Regions from separate parts of the Rattus norvegicus genome. Here region 1 is linked to region 2. The links are chromatin contacts, called in public Hi-C maps. All regions are on one chromosome and are shown on one strand. Each heading gives the region's core, a stretch centred on a gene start, on an enhancer-like site or on the middle of the called end of the contact. The rest is flanking DNA. Distances are from core to core; before and after follow the strand shown.

Region 1 (3,919 bases), core at 572-3,071, 160 kb before region 2:
ACTCAGTTAAAATACATGCCATGAGTTTATGGGTGCAATGGCTCCTTCCTGTCCAGAAAACAGCCTTTCATAGCACTGCTCCCATCCCCCAGCTCTTACATTGCTTCAGCTCCCTCTTCTGTGATATTCCCTGAACTTCTACAAAGGATACAGATGTCCCATTTAGGGCTAAGGACACATTGTCAATTACCCTTAGCACTTTGTACAGTTATAGGGCTCTATATTAGCCACTATTCACTGAATCTTCTCTGATCAAGCCAGAGAGAACCCCTAATCTGTGGGGTTCATAAAGTGGCTTCCTTGGTCCACCCTTAAGGTGCTTCAGTCAGGTCAGTGATTCAAGTATCAGGGCTTGCACTCCTCACCCTCCTGTATCCTTCTCCCACGATTGCTGTGTTATGCCAGATCCTGTGCAAAATATTCTGAGTGGTGTTTTTCTCAGGCCACATAGCAAACCCACAAGTCACAGCTATTTCCATCTCTGTTTTGCTTATAAAAAAATAGAACAAACAGGTTTTAAGAGGCTCAGTTGCATTCTCAGTCCCACAGCTTGCAAATGTTAGGATGAGCAAGCAAACACAGGCAGCGCGGCTCCAGAGTTCATAAACCATCCAAGAACTCTACAGATAAATTATAACCTTAGGTAGCTGGCAAATTAACCTCCTTCAAACACTACCAACTACCACTGTTTCCATTCTGCAGAACTGAAACTAAGACGATTCAGTGACCAGCTTGAGATGGGATGGCTTCGGTTTGTGAACCACACGGAGACACTGCTAATGTAGGGGACCAGGACAAAGAAAGAAATGGGAGCCCCACACCTGCACTTAGTATGTTTTCCCGTTGAGTTACTTGAGTAGAACATAACATACAACATAGGTTCTGTCCTCCTGCCCAAACAAATACCTTCAGAATAGCCTCAGCTCTGGGCTCCAATGAAAAGCTCTGGGGTTTGCAGACCTGTGCACTGAGGAAACTGGTCCCAGACTGGTCCATTTCCTTTTTTCTATGGCCAACCAATGTGGACCAGACTCAAGGGGATGTTCTAGTGTTGTCAAGAGCAGCTTGGGAGCTGCTGTGTCATGTAGAGTTTTGGGCATCACGTGTGCCCTGGCCACAACACGGAAGTAAAGTGGGGCCAATAGATGTTCTGGGCAGGGGAGAGCCATGAGTTGAGAATGTTGCATGGGTAGAAGAAATATCAACTTCCAACTTACGCTTTCATCTACTCGGTTATTCTATCATTGCTTCTCAATGGTGGGAACAAGGGCCGGTTTGCATTAATCCTATTCCTAATTCAGTCATTAGGTCACTACTTAATTATATAAATAAGTATATGTAACATAATATTTATAATTAAGTTAGTATATGCATAAACACTATCCATGTCTTTTCCATTGTGCTGTTTGTCATCAAACTGCCCATAAGGAAGCACCTGAAGATTTTCTGGCAATGTTTTATGCTAGCACAGCCCATGCCATCTACGTCATACATCCCCAAACTGTCTGACCATATGCTATTCCATTCAATTGCTGCATTTCCTACCGTGTCACTCTCAGATCTTTGGTTAAGTTGTTAACTCACTTTCAATCGGCAAGCCATTGACTCTCCATTTGATTGTGGGCTGGGGTTCTCCTTCTGCTTCACACAACAAGATACCGTTGCTCCCTGTGCTGTACACGGCACTCTGAGGCTTCTTTTTCCAGCGGGGAGGCTCTGAAGACAAAACAAAGAAATTTCCAGAATGTGTTTGCATAGCAAACAATCCACCACACTGAAGTAGGTCTGTATTCCTACCGTAAACCAGCAGAGGGCAGACACTACACAGTATTCCATAGCAGCTCCTACTGTTAAGTTCTACAAAGCAAGATGTGTGTGTGTGTGTGTGTGTGTGTGTGTGTGTGTGTGTGTGTGTGTGTGTGTGTGTGTGTGCTTATATTACAGAGTGAACATGTATATAAATCTGCATACTAAAAATATACAACCGCCTTAACTGTATACATTCTTCCTACTGAAACATGAGGGAGGGCTAAGCAGATGGTAAATTCATTTAAAGCTGGCTACTGTTTCTACTCAAGATGCAGCAAAGGAGCTGAAAATGTGGATATACAGGAAATAGATTCAGAGTGTTTTTTAAAAAAACAATAAAATTTGTAAGACCTTGTTCCTTGATTATTGACTCTAGCATTTACATACCATATGAATAGCTTATCAACTTGAAAAAGATAATTTGCAAGACATGTTCTTGCAAAGGGCAGGAAGGGAAACTAAGAACATTTGACTTTTATCGTTGGAAACAAAGCAGAAAAACTAGGAACAAATAAATGATCTTCATCTTTTCATGCATAAAACTTCAAATGCATAATTCCAACTGAAGTCTCAGAAGAGAGCAAGACACATGTCTGGATTGCAAACATTGCTGTCACATCTTGTCACCATCAGGATAGCACTATGACAACAGTTAATGTAAGACTAGAAGTGTGCATGAATATTATTATTGGTGTTGTTGTTGTTGTTGTTGTTGTTGTTGTTGTTTGCCAGCATGTAGAGCTATGTATGACCTTCTTGGATACCTTGTGCCCATAGAGGACAGAAGTCATCATCAGACACCTTGGTTAGAGTTACAGAGAGTTGTGAGCTACCATGTAGACGCTGTGAACTAAAGCAGGGCCCTTTGAAATAGCAGCCGGTGCTCTCCAACCACTGAGCAATTTCCCAGACCCATGTGCAGAGTTGATAATTAATCTCAGAAGTAGCTTAATGAAAATTTAAAGTAGTAACGACTTTAGCTTGTCCATTTCCCCCAAGAACTGTGGATTTTTGTGTTGGTTAAAAAAAGAAACTTTTAAAAGGTATGTACATGTATAAAGTGAAAATATGTTTAAAATGATTTTAGTAAAAGAAAGAAAGGGAATCCCATGGGAAAATTAAATTTATTAAAAGCTAAGAGAAACATACAAATAGGAAATTCTGGCAAGTCTATGTGTGTACAAGATACATATAACTTTAGAATCTCCAAACAGGGTATGGACTCAATTGTTAATTTTCATGTTAAACGCCTGTGTTTTATAATAGATTACTCTAAAAATATTTAGTCCCTTAGCATAAAGTACAGTGGTCTAAATTAGAAACTGAATTTCATTTTGAAGATGAAGACTTACTATATGACATTGTATTTAAAGGTTTATTTTGTTTGTGTGTCATGGGTAGTTATATTGGTGGGTATCTGTTCAACATCTGTATTGGGAAGCAAACATATATCTGGAAGAGCATCATATGCTCCTAACTGCTGAGACATCTCTCTATACCCTTCTCTTTTAAATTTCTTTCTCAGTCTCTTTATGTAACCACCACAACAAAATTCAACATGTGCAAGTTATAGGGAGAAAGCACCATGAATATGCAAACCATTATGAATACAGTAGAATATATGAGTGTTCCTTTCCAAGTATGTAGAAATAAAGATTCTGGAATCAAAATATTATTTCATTCCCCTGTATAATAAAAATCAATTTTCCAATCACTAGCCTCAGTCTATGAATTTCATTAACCTTTGATATGAATATATCTTTGCACACCTATATAAAGAGATATTACTGTCAGAAGCAAATGAAGGGCTGAGGTATTGGTTCATCTAGCCTTTGACCTTATGAAAATAATACCAAGCTTTGGAGAATTCATCTAATCTTTTTCAGGGTCATCAGAGAAAAAAATTCTCATTTCCTGTTCTGGCCATTCCATGGATCTCAGAACAGAGCCTCTGGGGAAACAACAAAGACATGCCAAACTATGGAGAAAGTTCTCATGGACTGGTATCTTGTGCGTGATAACTAGAAATCAAGGTCATTTTATCTGTCCAGTTAAGCCTTTGCATTTTCAACACACTTCTTTCCTCCCCTGTATCTATCAAGTGATGTAG
Region 2 (3,636 bases), core at 906-3,405:
TGGAGCTCAGATCCTATGTACAAAATTATGGGGGTGGGGGAACCCTGGATTCTCTTGTGATCAGTGGTTTCCCTGGGCAGCTTTCTAAGCTCTGTCCAGCACTGGACTCAGAGCTAATAGGCTAATAACTGCTCAGGTTTTCTTTTCTATTCTGCAAACCAGATTTACGAGTTGAACAGAGTGTCAATAAATTTAACAAACGTCATTTTCCAAAATTAGAAAACACAGCATTTTGCCCTTAATAAAAATGCCGAGAAAGGACAATCTACCTTATCTAATTAATTCGAGGATTAATTGTAACAGCAATACCATCAAGGATAACTAACTTCTTAGTTTTTCATCAGAAAAGCCAGGTAAACTGTCTGCTTGCATAATCTCATTCTAGTCTTCCAGGTCAAAATGGGACGTACTGATACCTATTAGTAAGAGGGAAACTGAGGCATAGAGAAAATGACTACTGTAAGTCACACATCCCAGAGTAGATAGGGCTGGAATTCACAGCCAGGTGCGCGATCCAGTACTCTACCTTGATGTACCTTCAAGAATTACCTAGCTCAGCACCCACACGCACGCGCAAATCTCCCCCCCTATTTCCAGCAGCGGGAGCTCGCTGTGGTGCACACGCCTTCCTCTAGCTGCCACCAGCAAGCTCTTCTCAGTTCTGGCCTGCGGGGCGGTATTGATAGCCTTTCTCCCCAGGCAGAGTCAGAAGCGCCTTCCCCGCCCAGCCACTCAGTGTCAGGCACACCTGCTAGTTCTTGGTGGCTACTCGCACTCCCCGCCCACCCTCTCAGTCAGACCGCAGACCACCCCCCAACTCCCTCTCTCTGATGCTTTGGGTTCCAAATACCTGAACCGTGGTGCCGCTGCTCCTCCCGCCCCAGATTTTTAACAGGAATTCCTCAGCCCTGTCCCTGGCTGAGAAAGTGAGGTTCTTCTTAGCCAAGGGACCAAGGAATGGAGACAGCCAAATTTCCCCAGCCTCTGGGCTCCAACCCACCCTGCTCCAAATTAATCACTTGCCCTCTGCTCCCTTCCTAAGCACACTTTCACTCAAGGGAGGGAAAAAATAGGAAGAGACAGAGAAACAGGACAGGAGAGGCACAAAGAGGAAAAAGGGACTGTCTGTGACTGCCATCCCCAGCTCCTGAGGCTGGGCTACAAGGGAGCCATGGCAACCGCACCCCTCCCCAACCCGGCCTGCCTTCCAGCCCCCACGGTGTTCTGTTGAAATGGAGTACTGTGCTTCTATCTTTCCCCTAACCCGGCAGTTCACAGATCGTTCATTCCAGGCTGGAGGCATTTAGGGAACACCGGCGCGACCACGATTTATCTCTAGAGACTAAGTGCTAGATAGGGACGTTGGGGCTGGGGTGAGAAAGTCTGGATCCCCAAGACCTAGAAGGGGCAGTGGAGAGAAATGTATTTGCCCCCACTCCCCAAAGGCTATAGGCTATGGAGGGCATGCATTCTCTCCTGAGGTTAAGGAGGCAGGCAGTGGCAATGTTGGAAGAAAGACAAGTCAGCCTACCGAAGGTTGGCAGCTTGAAGGTGCCGGGGTCCTCGAAGCTTGTTTACTCCATCCACTGACCCGGAGCTGTCCAAAAATCCAGCCTTAGCCACCTGCGGCGGTGCTACGAAAGGTGGCGCCTCTTCTCAGGTTAGGGAAGGGACCTTGAGCCACTCCCATTTTGGGCAAGGACGGCCAGGGGTGTGCACCATTTCCTTTTCATAAAGAGTTGCTCTTTTCCCAGAAGCAAACCCTTGATTTCCCTTCACCTCGCTCAAAGAGTTGGCTAAAGGGCGCATGGAGAGAGCCCTATCCCTTGTAAGGCACGCGCAGATAGACTTACCTGAGCTGCCTCTGACATCCGATCTGTCTGGTACCTTCTCTTGGGAAAACTTCTAAAGGTGGCTCAGTGGGGCAAAAGGGGACCAGCGAGTCCAGTGCCTCTGGGAGGATCCAGGGGAGTTTCTAGTTAGGCGCTCCCGGCTGGTCCACACCCTAGTTTGCCCACAGAGATCCCGTCTGTCCCCTCCTGCTGTTGGCACAGGTCTCCAGAAGGCTGGACCTGTTCGAGCTTGCACCGGTATCCACGCCCTCCTGCCAGAGACTGGCTCGCGCCTCTTCTCCGCTGTCCCCCGGATCTGCTCTGCCACCCCTCACCCACTCCGCTTCTTTTCCCTCCCTTTTACACAGTCTCCCTTGGGACAAGAGGCAGTTACACGATCAAGACTTTGGTTTTATGAAAAGCAAGGGACAAAGAGAAAACTTTGCTTGTCATTTTTAACATCTCTAAGCCAAAAGAGGCAGGATCTCTGCCGGGTTCGCCTTGCCACCGAGGAAACGAAAAGAAACTCCTCCCCTCTGCTCCCTCTTCCTCCCTCCTCCGTTCATATTCCACACACAGGCTTCCAGTCTGTTTTACCCTTTGCTGCATGGTCGAGGGGTGTGGTGCCTTGTACCACTTTAAAAATAATGTCTTGCGGGTTTTGCTTCTTCATTTGGGAGGGGGATACGACTCTCAATTTAATTTGCAAAAGAACCATCTCCATTAGCTGTCAAATCAGTGCAGGTACAAATTTAAAAAGCTTCTCTACTGTTATCTAATGTACAATTTGTGTCCCGCTACAATCAGTACTTCTCCAGATTGGTCAGTGACGTTTACCTACTTAGTCTCTATTAATTCAATGCTATAGAATAAAAGCTTTCCTTGCTTATCCCCAGTGCCAAGGCCCAATCCCCATGCGTTATGCATCTCTTTTTACCAATAAACATGATGTTTCTTTGCGGGATGCAGTATAGAGAATTTACAAACTTTGCCAAATCTAACTAGTGATCACACTCCTTCATTTTTTTCTTCCACACATTGATTATACTTTTGAAAATGTTCATACAATGCTGTCTTAAAAAATAACCCTGTTGCGTGTACGCGCTCTTTGATAGTAATGGAACTATTGACTTCTAACTTTTACTCCACGGAGGTTTGATCATACAGTCTTGTTTTGTTCTCATCTAGTGCACTAAACAATGAGGACATTTATGGCTGTGTGCTCTCCTCAGAGTTTGATGTCACTACTGGGATCAACAAGAAGGAAGGAGCCTCAAGATTCTGCCTCAGAAGCATTTCCATCAAATATTTTGAAATGAATAAATGGGCTTTTCCATGTTCCTAATTGCTAACCTTGAGGGCTCAATGCTGTTAGTCTGTGTGTGGGCACAATTCCTTCTGACTGTGCTGGCATATTACAAATGCAAGTGAGGGCAGGATGTGTCCTAGGTTTAAATTGTGCCACTGGAGTGATTCCTCTGCCCGAGGCATCATTACTCACGCGGCTTGTTTTCTAAAGTAGAAACAAAGAAAACTGAAATAAATTCCAACAAGGAAAATACTGAGCCCGTAGGAAACCATTTCCAAGATTTAGGAGCCGCAGGAGAGATACAAAGCCAAGTTGGTCTCAAATTTACCACTTTCTGGAGTGGCATTTCCTGGGCAAAAGAAACAGAAAACTCTATTTTGGCTAGAGAATCACAGAACCTTTAAAGACTCAGCTTTTTCTTCACTGGTAGTCGTTTGATGGACACATTAAGATCAATAGATGGACTGGCAGAATATAGGAAAATAGATGCAGCTA

Evidence for each region. A called contact is a pair of places that touch in the nucleus more often than the background predicts.
Region 1: a contact with region 2 is called in a Hi-C map of Schwann cells, with 5 times the contacts expected there. The contact joins the enhancer-like site here to the promoter of Chl1 in region 2. A contact is called at or near these places in 2 of 12 Hi-C or Micro-C datasets (Schwann cells and frontal cortex) and 1 of 1 datasets of contacts at active chromatin or transcription factors (oligodendrocytes).

Annotation. Positions count from the first base shown.
Region 1 is chr4:138,010,428-138,014,346 of GRCr8, reverse strand. It overlaps Chl1 (cell adhesion molecule L1-like), which reads right to left. Exons shown (of 27, transcript NM_001427108.1): 10 at 1,585-1,716. Among named protein-coding and RNA genes, the nearest start is that of Chl1, 160 kb to the right of the region's middle. Within about 2 kb of position 1,821, at least 11 of the 93 cell types and tissues checked have an H3K27ac peak or open chromatin away from gene starts, as enhancers often do. A contact at or near this core is called in Schwann cells, where this site is marked.
Region 2 is chr4:137,846,414-137,850,049 of GRCr8, reverse strand. It overlaps Chl1 (cell adhesion molecule L1-like), which reads right to left and starts at 2,155. Exons shown (of 27, transcript NM_001427108.1): 1 at 1,854-2,155.